2 separate regions of the Rattus norvegicus genome follow, and region 2 is linked to region 1. A link is a contact called in public Hi-C data. All regions are on one chromosome and are shown on one strand. The core of a region is the stretch at or near the end of the contact, and the rest is flanking DNA. Distances in the headings are between cores, read along the strand shown.

Region 1 (6,156 bases), core at 2,123-4,622:
GGAGGACTGGGGCAGACTCACTGACCCTCCGGATGTCACCGGACATGAGTAAATGAGTAACGGGTTCTGTTCTGCCCCTGTGATGTTTGTTCAAGCCCCCACTGTGCCCTACAGATAATGTTCCAGCCATTGTGTCCGGGGTTGAAGCCTAACCAGATGTGTATCAGATGCAGATGCTTCGACAACTATAAGGCCCTGAAGCACCTGAGGACAATTTAACCAGGATTTCATCCTGAAGCACTGACTATGAGGATAAATGCAGCTTGCAGGAAGGGCTCTCTGACCTATTCTTTCCTACTCTAGCAAACCATAGAAATCCCTCTGAACAGCATGCCTTCCTTCCCTGAATAATGTTCAGAAATAACCTTAATCCTAGGGCTTGGGCAGTGTAGTTGCCTTGGGGCATACAAACTTCATACCTCTCCTTATAGCTCCCACTGTCAGCTCTAGAACTTACTAACCAGCCCTCACCTCTCTGTCCTGCCATTCCTTTACACATTATTGTTCTTTGTCAGAAATGTCAAAGCCTTCCACTTTGGCCATTTCTCTGAAAAAAAAAAAAAAAAGCCAACACTCAAAAAAAAAAAAAAAAAACCAAAAACAACAACAACAACCAAAAACCAAAAAAAAACCCCCAAAAAACAAAAAACAAAAACAAAAAAGCTCCAACACATAAGCAGAAATTAATAAAAACCTGGGTTTTGCTTTGTTTTTCTTGTTAATGTGTTTGTTTGGTTCCTAGACACAAAGATGCCACTTAACCAAAGTGGTTGCTGGGGATGTAGCTTAGTGGTACTAGGATCAGTAAGGCCCTGGTCTTGATCTTTAGCACCACAAAAACAAAAAAGCCAACAAACCAGGTGTCTTAGTCAGGGTTTCTATCGCTGCAATGTAACACCAAGACCAAGAAGCACGGTGGGGAGGAAAGGGTTTATTCAGCTTACACTTTTTCACTGCTGTTCTTCACCAAAAAAAGTCAGGACTGGAACTCATACAGGAACCTGGAGACAAGGGCTGATACAAAGGCCACAGAGGAGTGCCACTTTACTAGATTGCTTCCCCTGGCTTGCTCATCTTGCTTTCTTATAGAACTCAGGACCACTAGCCTAGAGAGATGGTACCACAAATAATGGCCTGGGCCTTCTCCCCAGATCACTAATTGAGAAAATGCCTTACAGCTGGATCTCATGGAGGCATTTCCTCAATTGAGGCTCCTTTCTCTGCGTGTGTCAACACACAAAACAAGCCAATATACCAGAATAGGTAGTTCTTTAGCCTCTTTTAAAGCAACATAACCAGCATGTCTTATGGCCTCAAATTCTGGCCATCTGAGAAACTCATACTTGTCAAGCAACCCAAAATTCTGTTTACAAACCACACACACACACACACACACACACACACACACACACACATCTCACGAATGACAATAATCATATACTTGTGATCATTTTTAGTACAATCCCTTTTCCCTTTTTGCTTATTTCAATCTTCCTTTCTGACCTTATGCACACTCTGTTAGTGTCTTATGTTAATCTAGGATATATTCTTCCTTCCCCTTTGCTTGCAAACACAACCCCACACAAACATATAATAGGTGTTTTGGGAAGGGAGGTCTCAGTTTCCCTTAAACAACATCCCAGGATAGTCACTTCTTAGTACCCACTGTCTTTTTCATTCAACAATCTCTTATGAGAATCCTTCAAAGCATTTCAGTATTTTCATTCTTTGTAACAGCTCCAAGTTTCATAGTGGTCATCTCACTTAGTTACTTCACTTTAGAAAAGCACCCATATTGTTCTGTGGTATGGTAACAATATTGTCAGATTGCTTTCTAGAAAGTCGGTTTTAAGTTCTATCTACACAGACAAGTACACAGACATACTTGGAGTTCCAGCACTCTGTGGTCATAGGCAAGAAGGATTGTAACGTTCAGGGTCATTCTCTGCCACATGAATCTGAGGTCTGCTAAGTTACATTGAGTCCCTGTCCTCAGAAAACCAAAGCCAAAACACAAGCTGGTGCTAACTCAAGTCTGTAATCTCAGCATTTGGAAGGCTGGGGCAGAAGGCCTAAGGGTTCAAGGTAAGGCTGGAGAGACAGCTCAGAGGTTAAGAGGACTGACTGCTCTTCCAGAGGTCCTGAGTTCAATTCCCAGCAACCACATAGTGGCTCACAACCATCTGTAATGAGATCTGGTGCCCTCCTCTGACCCTCAGGCACACATGCAGGTAGAACACTGTGTACATAATAAATCTTAAAAAAAAAAAAAAAGTTCAAGGTTAGTCCGTGCCAGAAGATTCTGTCTCAAAACAAAAAGGATGCAAGTGAGTTGGCATTATGCCTAGTACCCAGGAGGTTTAGGTAAACTAGGAATAGTAGTGTATGTCTGTAATCTCAACATCCAGGAAATGGAAACAGGAAGATCAGAAGTTTATCCTTGGCTACACAGTGTGTCCTAGGCCAGCATGGGCTACATGAGATGGTCTCAAGGAAAAAAATAAATAGCAACAAAACAATACAGAAGAAAACACAGGAACTTAGGTAAGAAATAACATTTGCTTATGTACTGTTAGATTCACCAACGGAACCCAAGTAGTCTGTCTTTGTGGCTTCCAATCTTAAACCATTACTGCTTTTGTTCCTAGAGTTTTTCTTTTTTAAAAATAGAAATAACGAATAACACAGAGGCGTGACTCTAACTCACTATATAGCTGAAGAGGGCCTTGAACTTTTGATCATCTCAAACGGTGTTTGCTGTCATGCTCAGGTTTTACATATAGTAAGCTGATTCTCACAAAGAATCCCTGAGATAGGTACTGATACACGAATTTTCAAGATTCTATTTATTGGCTTGGGTGTGTTTGTCTTACAACATTACACCGTTAGCCTCGAATTTGTGGCAATCTTCCTGTTTCAGTTTTCAGATGGCTGGGACTACAGGCGTGAACTCCATGCCCTGCTGTTACCCGAATTTTAGAAAGCTCTCCTGTATCAGGAGAGATAAGTTACTGTTCATGGTTCCAAAGCTATCAAGTCGCGCCGGTATTAGCGGAGGTTTGTTTGTCCAGCCCGGATCCAGGTTTCTTTTGTTCTGCCTAGATACTCAGCGCACACCCGAGCCCATCCATCGGGTGGAGCCACCAGCCCCACGCTGCACCACGGTCCTCAGCGACCAGGCGCAAGGCCGGGCCAAGGACTAGGATCCAGCCGGACATGAGTAGGTGAGGGAAAGGACTGGGGGCTGGGGCGGACACGAAGGAGGGCTGGCCAGGGGAGGACTCACAGTTCCAGAAGTTGACTGACTACTCGCGACGAAGGCATCGCGGAAGCCCTCTTAAGCTTGGACCGCAGTTACGGCCCTCCATAAACAACTTCCGGTCGCGCAGGACTGGTAAATCCAAATGACGTCACAGGGAGTCGGCCCGAGGCGTGACCACATTAAAAGCGGAAAAGGAAGGCCCGGAGCTCTCTCGCAGCGAAGCTTTTTAGGGCAGCGCAGAACAAGCTGGCACTCAAAATGTAGGGGCACCCAAAACGGGGGCAAAGCCCCCTGGGACTTGTAGTTCTTTCTGCCCGCCATTGCAAGTTACTGCTCCTCCTGCCCCAGCGTTGCCTGAAGTCGCTGTCCAAGCAAAGGCTGCTGGCAGGTCATTTGCTTTTGCTGTTGCTGAAAGACCCTCAAATGGAGGAGACTCTTGCTCCAATCCTGAGAATGACACCACCCCACGAACACACGGGACTCATGTCTTGATGCAAAAGCAAGAGGTTAACTCGGGATACCATAGCACTGGGGCTCGACACGGTCCTCATGCAGGAGGGATGTGAAGAGCCCCGGACAGCAAAAATATACAGTTTATATAGACCTTACAAGGTCACAGCTATATCAGCACAGCTATTTCGTTACCAAGGATATCTAACTTGGCAGATGTCCCCCCCCACCCCCCGTAGTTCCCAGAACGACACAATCTATACCATCTGTTCTTATGGCCGGCAGACTTCCTGGAAAGTAGATGGGAATGTACTTTCTGTACTTTCTGGTCTATAGTCTAGCATCTAGCTAAGCAGAGGCCAACTTAAAGTTTTTCACACTTAAGAGATGGCTGCACTGATGTCAAACGGGGATCTTTCATTGCAATGAGGAATCCCATGAGGAAAATCAAGTGTCTAGACAGATACAGGCACCACCGACGTCAAACACACGGTTTACAGGACGGCAGTAGTTATCTCCACTGAGTATACCTGAAGCAAGAGCTAAACTGTGCAGTTTTGCATGATTTCAGGAATGAGACATGTTAGGGCTTGCTCCTTTAAACATGACTGTAGCCATTTTGTATTTAGTCTCCATTTTGTGCATAAGGTGAAATTAAGTTCAGGTTCTCAGATTGCGCTTTGTAGAAGTAATAATTCGTAGCTGACATGATATTCTCCATAACTTTATGGTTGTATTGCTCATGCTCTGTTATCTCAATATTCTGGAAAACCCCTAACCACTACCTTACTTACCTCAATTAGTACAAATAAGGTTAAATGTCAGCTGATAATATTTTGTCTAGTTAGCCACAAGGGAATATCGCTCCTCCCTTATCATCTGTACTTGGTTTTCCTATAAAAAGCCTGCCCTGAGCGTCACAGTCTAGCTTCTGAGTCCTTTCATTCAGTAAGTTTTCATCATATCTGAGATCAGTGTTTCAGTGGTCAGTGTGTGGCTATTCCTAGACCCACAACAGGACATACTCACTATAATCCCGCTAAATTGAAAATCTGTGGCCTGTTTTTCAGACAAGAATGCTAGGGTCTGAGAATTTGGGAATAATCCGCTATGAAAACCAAGTTCAAGCCAACAAAAGTTTCTTTATTCATAAAACTAATATATCAGGGAAGATAGCTGGGTTCAGAATCCATACAGTGTCAGTAGTGGAGGGCAGAGAAGGACAGAGCAACCTTTGAAAGCAAAAACAAAACAAAACACCCACAAATTAGGTGGGGTACAGTCAAGAATAGAGGAAACCAATTGGGTACGTACATCGTATGTTTCCAACTGGTTTCACACCTGGCACCTTAAGAAGTGCATTAGTATCCATCCAGTAACTCAGATGGCTTTCCTGATAACTTGGCCTGGATTGAGACCAGCCAATCAGAACTTCTTGAGCAGCTTCTGGGCTTCAGTCCTGTATCGTTCTAACCAACAAAGGATGGGTAGGTAGAGACATCTCTACCTCAGTTCATATGGGGAACCTGGGGCCAGAAGCAATTTCTGGAAATTCAGTTGTCTCTTTTACTTTTTCTTTTTTCAAGAGCACAAATCTACTTTTATTTATTTATTCTTTGTTAGTTTAAATCTGGGATGGGTACAGCATCATAGCATCACACCAATTCTGGGTCCGATGGCCTTTGAAGGAAGGTTGCTTCGGAATTTGGCACGAACCATGCCACTGTTTCCATGGGCCCGAGATACTTTTCCCAAGATCACTCTGGTTTTGTTTGGTTTGCCTCCAGGAGTCACTGTATTGTTTTTGCTTTGTGAACATAGGCACACCTCTTGCCTAAGTAGAACTCAGTTTCATCTCGGGCATAAACACCTTCAATTTTAAGAAGAGCTGTGCACTCTCTTTGGTTCTGGAGGCCTTGCTTGTAGCCAGCAAAAATGGCCTTGCACCACAGCCTTCCAGACATTCTTGTTTTTTTTAGGAGTCCTCTTCCCAGCAGGCCTCCAAAGGTGCCAAGATGGTGGAAAGAGCAAGTTGTTTCTTAGAATTTAGTTTAATACAAAATGGAGACTATGTACAAGATGGAGTCCCTGTAGCTAAGGAGACCTTCAGCAAGAACATTCTGTACAACACATAAAGACGGTAAGAATGTCATTGTAGAGGAGACTGGGTCTTCAAAAAGGATCATGAAGGGGCCTGGCTAACCCTACGTAGGATTCTCTCTTTATGGCTCTGCTATAGAAAACTCGTGACTTTTAAATGCTGTTTTTCAAGACTTTAGTCAACTAAGCCACGGACAGAGGGTAAAAATCGCCATTTTACCAAAAGCAATCTACAGATTCAATGCAATCCCCATCAAAATTCCAATCCAATTCTTCATAGAGTTAGACAGAACAATTTGCAAATTCATCTGGATTAACAAAAAACCCAGGATAGCTAAAAGTAT
Region 2 (6,725 bases), core at 568-3,067, 150 kb after region 1:
CATCTTGATGTCAGATGTATTTTTCAGGAAGGTCAGAAGTTTGTCATATCACTAGTCATACTGATCACCAGATTTGTATGAGTCTTCTGAAACTGACTGGGGGTTTTCCATGAACCCAGTTATACTTAGTTCTAACTATAATATTAACATCAATAATGGAGGGTTTTAAGGGCACCGCTCCCAACATGAATAGCTGAAGAATGATACCCCAGACTCATAGTATGCAAAAGCAAAGAACACATTTGGCTATTTGGCCAAATTGCTCCTTTCAGTTTGTGTGGTGATTCCTTAACCCCAACAGTACATTTCCACTGGCCCTTGGCGTTTTACTCCATAAGCCTTCAGGTGATTCTGAAATGTTGTTCAAAAACTCGTCCCTCTTGCCTACCCACTCAAGGCCTGAACCTGGCTTTCAGCCTGTACAAGTTAACTCTTATATGACCGTGTACCAGGAAGTTTGTGTTCCAGGAACTCGGAGGCATCATGAGATCAGATAGCTGTACTCCAAGGGCATAAATGACCTCCTCCACCCTGTCACTGTTGGACCCCCGAATCGGAAGCCCTTCTCAAGTCTCGGATATTGGGAATCCCCGAAGAACACTTGAGACACTTCTTGTTGCAAAAGCATGAGGTATCTTTAATGGCGGAGCTCCAGGCCGACACGTGTCTCTCGAAGGAGACAGAGGAGTCGACCCGGACTTTTAGAAGCAAGGGGTTTTTACAGGGTGAGGAACAGGGGGATGGGGAGAGTTGGCGCAGCTACAAGTGATTGGCTCATTCAAACATAGCAGTGAGATCACAACACAGCAGAAGAGTACGTGCTGACTGGGGCGTTCGGGATTTTAGAGCCAGGGGCTTATCAGGGTTTGAAGGACATCTGGTTAAAGTGTCACCCTGAGTAAGCTGGGGGAGATGCCCTCCTGCTAGATGGTTTATGAGTCAGCCGTGATAGCCTGGGTTGGTTCCTGCATTCCTTTTCTTTATCTTTATGGTCTGTTAGTCCTAGCGGCAGGGCGGGCCCCAGCATGCCTGGACTTGCTTGGGCTTGTTTTTCACAGTGTTTAGCCCTGAGTCTGTGAATTTTGAAACTTATTCTTTTTTTTAAAGATTTATTTATTTATTCTATGTAAGTACACTGTAGCTGTCTTCAGACACACCAGAAGAGGGCATCGGATCTCATTACAGATGGCTGTGAGCCACCATGTGATTGCTGGGATTTGAACTCAGGACCTCTGGGAGAGCAGTCAGTGCTCTTAACCACTGAGCCATCTCTCCAGCCCGAAACTTATTCTTTTAATTTTACATTTTTAAACCTTAAATCCGTATAATTTTCCTTTCATAACCAGAGTTCCAAGAAAACCCACAAAGAACATCTGTGGGACCCCAGATACCCCTTTTGTCCGCTCAAAACTTGCTTAAGTTTGAATAAGCGTGAGGACCAATCATGTATCACCCCTCCATCCTTTTCCCCTGCTCCTTGTCCAAAACTCTGTGCTTTTGTAGTTCGGGACCAATCCCTTTGCCTCCTGTGAGAGGTACGTATTGGTCCAGAACTCTGCCCGAATACAGCCTGTTGCTTTTGCATCGAACTGGGTCTCTTGTCGTTCTTGGGCGCCGCCCTTCCCGAATTGAGTGAGGCTGAGGAATTCGGACTTAACAATTCTTACATGAATTCTGTGTGCAGAGCTAAGTAAGCTTCCTTCTCCATTCAGACTGCAGAAGGCGCACCTGCCGGGCACTAGGACCTCAGCCCGGGCGCTGGCGCACGGGGGCGGAGCGGGGAGCCAGCTAGACCCGCCCCGACAGAGGCCGCCACCAAACCTCTGCGCGCTCTACGCTCGTCTGAGGCCTCGTTCGGTGCTATTGGCTTGTAAGCGCTCGCCGTGCGGCAGGGCCGCTTCGGGTCGGGCTTTTGTTCTGCGCCCTGGACTCGGGGCTGGGTTTCGTTCACCTCTGTTCTGGCGGAGGGCCGCCACCCGGGCCCTCGCTATACCGCGGGGTCGCTGCGCGCTGAGCGGGCGCGGTCTGCGGTTCTTGGCCAGAGGTGGCAGGCGGGCTTGTTGCAGCTTCGCGTTCCTTCCGGTTTCGGAAGGAGAAGCAGAGCTTTGTTTTGCTTTTCGGTTTCTTTCTGTGTCGGTCTTCCGCGCCTGGCCTCTGCGACCCAGTGGAATTTGCCTTCCACTGCCTCCCAGGAGCGCCCAGGCCTGGGTTTGCGCCGCGGCCCGCAGCATCTCCGAAGCTGTTTGCATTAAGAGTGCCTTCCTAGAAAAATGGAAAAACAGGTAAAGTGGGTGAGCTTGCGTGCATTTCAGTAGGCCAGGTACAGAACTTGCGTGGGTATTTAAATTGTCTGCTGAGTAAGTTACGTTTAAGGGGAATCTTAAGTTTGTTTCTTGTTAACATGCAGATATGCTAAGGTCTTAAGTTACTGCTCCACTCAGCCCTAATCAGGTTCTCCTTTATCAGTCCACTAAAATAACTAAAGAAATATTTTACTGCTTTGGTATTATAGGACTTAGAGAGGCCCGCTTGAATTCTATTAGCAGGGAATATTTTGAAAATAGCCTAATTCAGTAGTTTTGTTTTTAACACACCGGATTCCAATTCAGTAAACTTAGTATGCTCCCGGTACCACTTTAAGGGAAATAGACTAGACCTTAACTCTTAAAAATGTTTCTTGCTTTTTTTAGGATTAGAGGCATGAATATACTCACTGTGGGAGAGACTAAAAGGTAAAATTGTATTCAGGTAAGCCTGTCTTTTATAAAGCCCTATCCTAGTTCTACATTATACCATGGAGTAACTCATTTTGGAATAAAGAATATCAACACTGGTCAAACCTACAGAACTTGGCCCGGCCTATGCTTGCCTTTAAATTTCCACATTTGGGAGGCAAAGGCAGTCAGATCTGAGTTTAAAGCTAGCCTTGTCTACATACCAAATTCCAGTTTTGCTAGGAATGCGTATTGAAAGACTCAACTCTCACCAAACAAAACCTTCACAGAACCAATGGGACACAGTGGATTTGATGGCAAAGCTTAAGGAAAAAAATGTTGATATGGTACTTAGCAGTTTGAATTTTGCCTTAATGAGATAGTGGAGAGATGATTTTTTTGTTTTGTTTCTGGTTTTTTTTGTTTTGTTTTTTTTTTTGTTTTTGTTTTTGTTTTTGTTTTTTAAATTTTGTCAGTGTTGGAGCTGGAACTCTGGGCCAGATTGCTTCCGTGGGAAAGATTGTGGTAGGTGTTGAATTAAAGTTACTTAGGCAGAGGCTAGCTCTTATTTTTGATGGGACTGTAGTACCAGGGTCTGTCTCTTACGTATTTTAAGTTGCTTTATTTTATGGGCATAAGTGTTTTGCCCACATGTAACAACTGTATGCGTATGTGGAGCACAGAAGAAGGCCTGGATCCTCTGGAACTGGAGTTAAAGGCAGTTATAGTCACATGTTGATGCTGGAACCCCTATCCTAGGTCCTCTTTTAGGACCACAAGTGCTCTTAACTATTGAGTCATGTCTTTAAGCAGATACACTCAGTGGTCTCCGGGGTTCTAGTCAATGACCATAAATAAGGCTTGCCAGCCTCTTCTGCTAATGGGGGCTGTGGTTCCTACAGTTATGTTACTTGGGTTCAGGTCTTACTTGACCCTTCCAACTTGGCTCTACCACTCACTGTAAATTCTCCGAAGAATTTTACTTTCCTGCCCAGCTTCCTCATCTGTAAAATGGGATAGTGAAAAGTTCTCAGGGAGAACTTTCCCTCGGGATGGAGACCCTCCAACTCAATGACCAGACCGAGTCCACAGGATGCAATCAGCAAGAGGATTTGGTTTATTGTCGGGATACACAGGCACCTGTGGGCGCTTCAGTCACTCGGGGGACTGGCGCGCCCCACAGAACCAAGGATGGGCTTTTTATAGGATTCTGGGGAGCAGAAGCAAGCATACAGAAGCAGATGCATGGTTACAGGGATATAATTGGTGGATTCTAATGTGGCAAGGGTTCAGCCCGGGGGCAAGTTTCCTAGCTACCTTCTTGGAACATAAGGACTGACTCGGCCCCCCAAGGGTTCAGCCCGGGGGCAAGTTTCCTAGCTACCTTCCTGGAACATAACGGCTGACTCGGCCCCCCACCAGGGTGTGGGACCTCTCCCGGTGCTTTTCTCATTGTCAGGCGCTCAACCGCAGTCGTCCTGTTGCCAGGCCTTCAACCATACACATCCTGCTTGGCAGCCGCTGTGTACTCAAGTGTTCTAACCTTTCCCTGAACCAGTCATCTTAAGTACAGCCTTGCAAAATGGCGTTACTGCTGCTAAGCTGGGGTCTTTCAATAGCAGTAGTAGTCGAACTGTGGAACTGTGGTAAGTTAAAAGGGGGAACAGGCTGGCAAATCTCTTAGCTCCAGGCCAGCCTAGTCCACACAATGCAACTTTGTCTAAAAGAACCATTCCCAAACAAACCAGTCAAGCAACTGCTTAGAACACTCTTAAAATAGCTCCTGGAACTTAGTAATTGCTTGATAGAGTTTAGGTTAAAGTAAGTATATTTTTTATTGCCTTAAACATTTTGAAACTAGCCTGGCCTTGAACTTGCTGTCCAGCAAGGATGACCTTCAACTTGAAACTCTTCTGCTCTTCCTCATGAATGCTGGAATTAGATCTGTACTGTGAAACCCTCCTCTCAACCGGTTATCTGAGGTTAAAACCACCCTGTGCATTTCCTGGCTATAGTAAACTTGCCCTAGTCTCCACCCCCCCACCCCAACCCCCACCCCTCCACCCTTCCATCCCTCCACCCCTCCATCCCTCCATCCCTCCACCTCTCCATCCCTCCACCCCTCCACCTCTCCATCCCTCCATCCCTCCACCCCTCCATCCCTCCACCCCTCCATCCCTCCATCCCTCCACCCCTCCATCCCTCCACCTCTCCATCCCTCCATCCCTCCTCTGCCCTTGTTTGATTAGTTCTGATGTCTTGTAGGAGATCAGTGTTTTGATTTTAGGAATTTAGCTGTTTAGGGAATTGTAATCTTGTTAAACTTTATTATAATTAAGATGAACATCAAGACTCTTTGGTTTAGCAGCCTTTTCTCCCCATTTCTTTGGAAACTAAGCCATGCAAAGCGGTAGGAAGCAGTCAGGTTGAGGTAAAGGAAGAGTCTGTACCGACCCCCATAGAAATGCAAACTAAGTGCAAATGAAAACAACCGTAGACCCTGAATTCTGTTTTTATTTTTCTGGTTTTTGGAGGCAGGTATTCAGTACTTAAAATTCTTGGTATGCTAAATTAACTAATAAATGAAGAGTGCAGTGAAATACCAACAAACAACACTAAAGATATAAAAGCTATCTTTGAGATGTGCTTTCTGCCTTGGGTTCTTAGCCAGTCTTAGAGGAGGCTGAAGTTTTTATTTTCATACAAACTAAAACGTATAAATTGGAAGACTTGGATTTATTTAGAAATGAAACAAACGTTGCTTTGAAGGAAATGTTTGTTTTTTTTTTTTTTAAGGAGGAACAGTGACTTAAAATTACTTGTTTTGGACAGTTTTGATTTGCCTTGCTAGTTATTTAGAATTAATGTATATTGGTGGAGGCAGACTGCTTATACACTAAGGTCAATGTGATTGGTTGTTTCAGTTTTTAGTAATCTAGTAAGACTTTAAAGAGTGTGTAAGGAAGGGGTATGTGCATGTGAGGGCAGGTACCCTTGGAGTTTGGAGGAGGGCATCATATCCTCTGGAGCTAGAATTGAAGATGGTTATTGAGAGGACAACTATCAGTCAGGGTTCTCTGGAGTTATAGAACTTATGGAATATCTCTAAATATTAAGGGAATTTATTGTGATGATTTATAATGTGCAGTCCAGCTAACCCGACGATGGGCAGTTATGAATGGGAAGTCCAAGAATCTAGTAGTTACTGAGTCCCACGAGGCTAGTTGTTTCAGCTGGACTTCTGTAGAAGTGGATTCCAACAGATGTGCTGGCAAGTAAGCGGAAGCAGTTGAACAGTCAATCTTTCTTCTCCTAGTGTTCTTATGTAGGCCTCCAGCAGGAGGTGTGGCCCAGATTAAAGATGTGAACCACCAGTTGGATCTGGGACTTGCTTTGTCCCAGGCTGACCCTAGGACTCAGAGATAAACCTTGCCTTAGGTTCCTAGGATTCATAGCCACTATGCCTCAAGATTACCTCAAGATCTCCATGCCAAGATCCAGGTCAGAAACTTGTATCTCCCAGCCTCAAGATCAGGATCACAGGTGAGTCTTCCAATTCTAGATTGAAGTTCTTTGCAGACACAGTCAAGCTGACAAACCAGGAATAGCCACCACAACAACATACACTCCATGTTAGGCCTGACTTCAAAAGGAAAGTCATCAGGCCTAATAATTGACCATAACATGCCCCCACACCTCCAAGTCATTAGTCCCAGGAACTAGGCCATAATCACCAGCTCCAGAAACAAGACCATAAAATTCACCATCCTAAGAACAATCTGGAGATAACCACAAGGATGGGGAAATATTTTAGGATGGGCAATCTGTGCTGGGCAGCCTTAAATGGCTTGAGTATTTCATCCTATGGTTAAATGTTCATGACACTGGAATGCAGTCCACTGAGCACCTGAACACAAGCCCCTCAAAAACGAACCCATGTAATATCCTTGGCACCCACCAATAAAGTTTTAAATTTCCTAACCCTAGCTAAAATTCCCCTAGTTCCCTACG

The links. Hi-C and Micro-C count contacts between places; a contact is called where the count stands out from the background.
Region 2: a Hi-C map of prefrontal cortex shows a contact between it and region 1, with 2.2 times the contacts expected there. The contact joins the promoter of Resf1 here to the promoter of Amn1 in region 1. A contact is called at or near these places in 3 of 12 Hi-C or Micro-C datasets (the A7r5 cell line, mammary epithelial cells and prefrontal cortex).

The regions. Positions count from the first base shown.
Region 1 is chr4:183,910,039-183,916,194 of GRCr8, forward strand. Amn1 (antagonist of mitotic exit network 1 homolog) reads right to left here and starts at 3,373. Exons shown (of 7, transcript NM_001008333.2): 1 at 3,287-3,373. The coding sequence starts at 3,324. It also overlaps a transcript of Etfbkmt not described here.
Region 2 is chr4:184,064,963-184,071,687 of GRCr8, forward strand. It overlaps Resf1 (retroelement silencing factor 1), which reads left to right and starts at 1,818. Exons shown (of 5, transcript NM_001427734.1): 1 at 1,818-2,282; 2 at 2,691-2,748.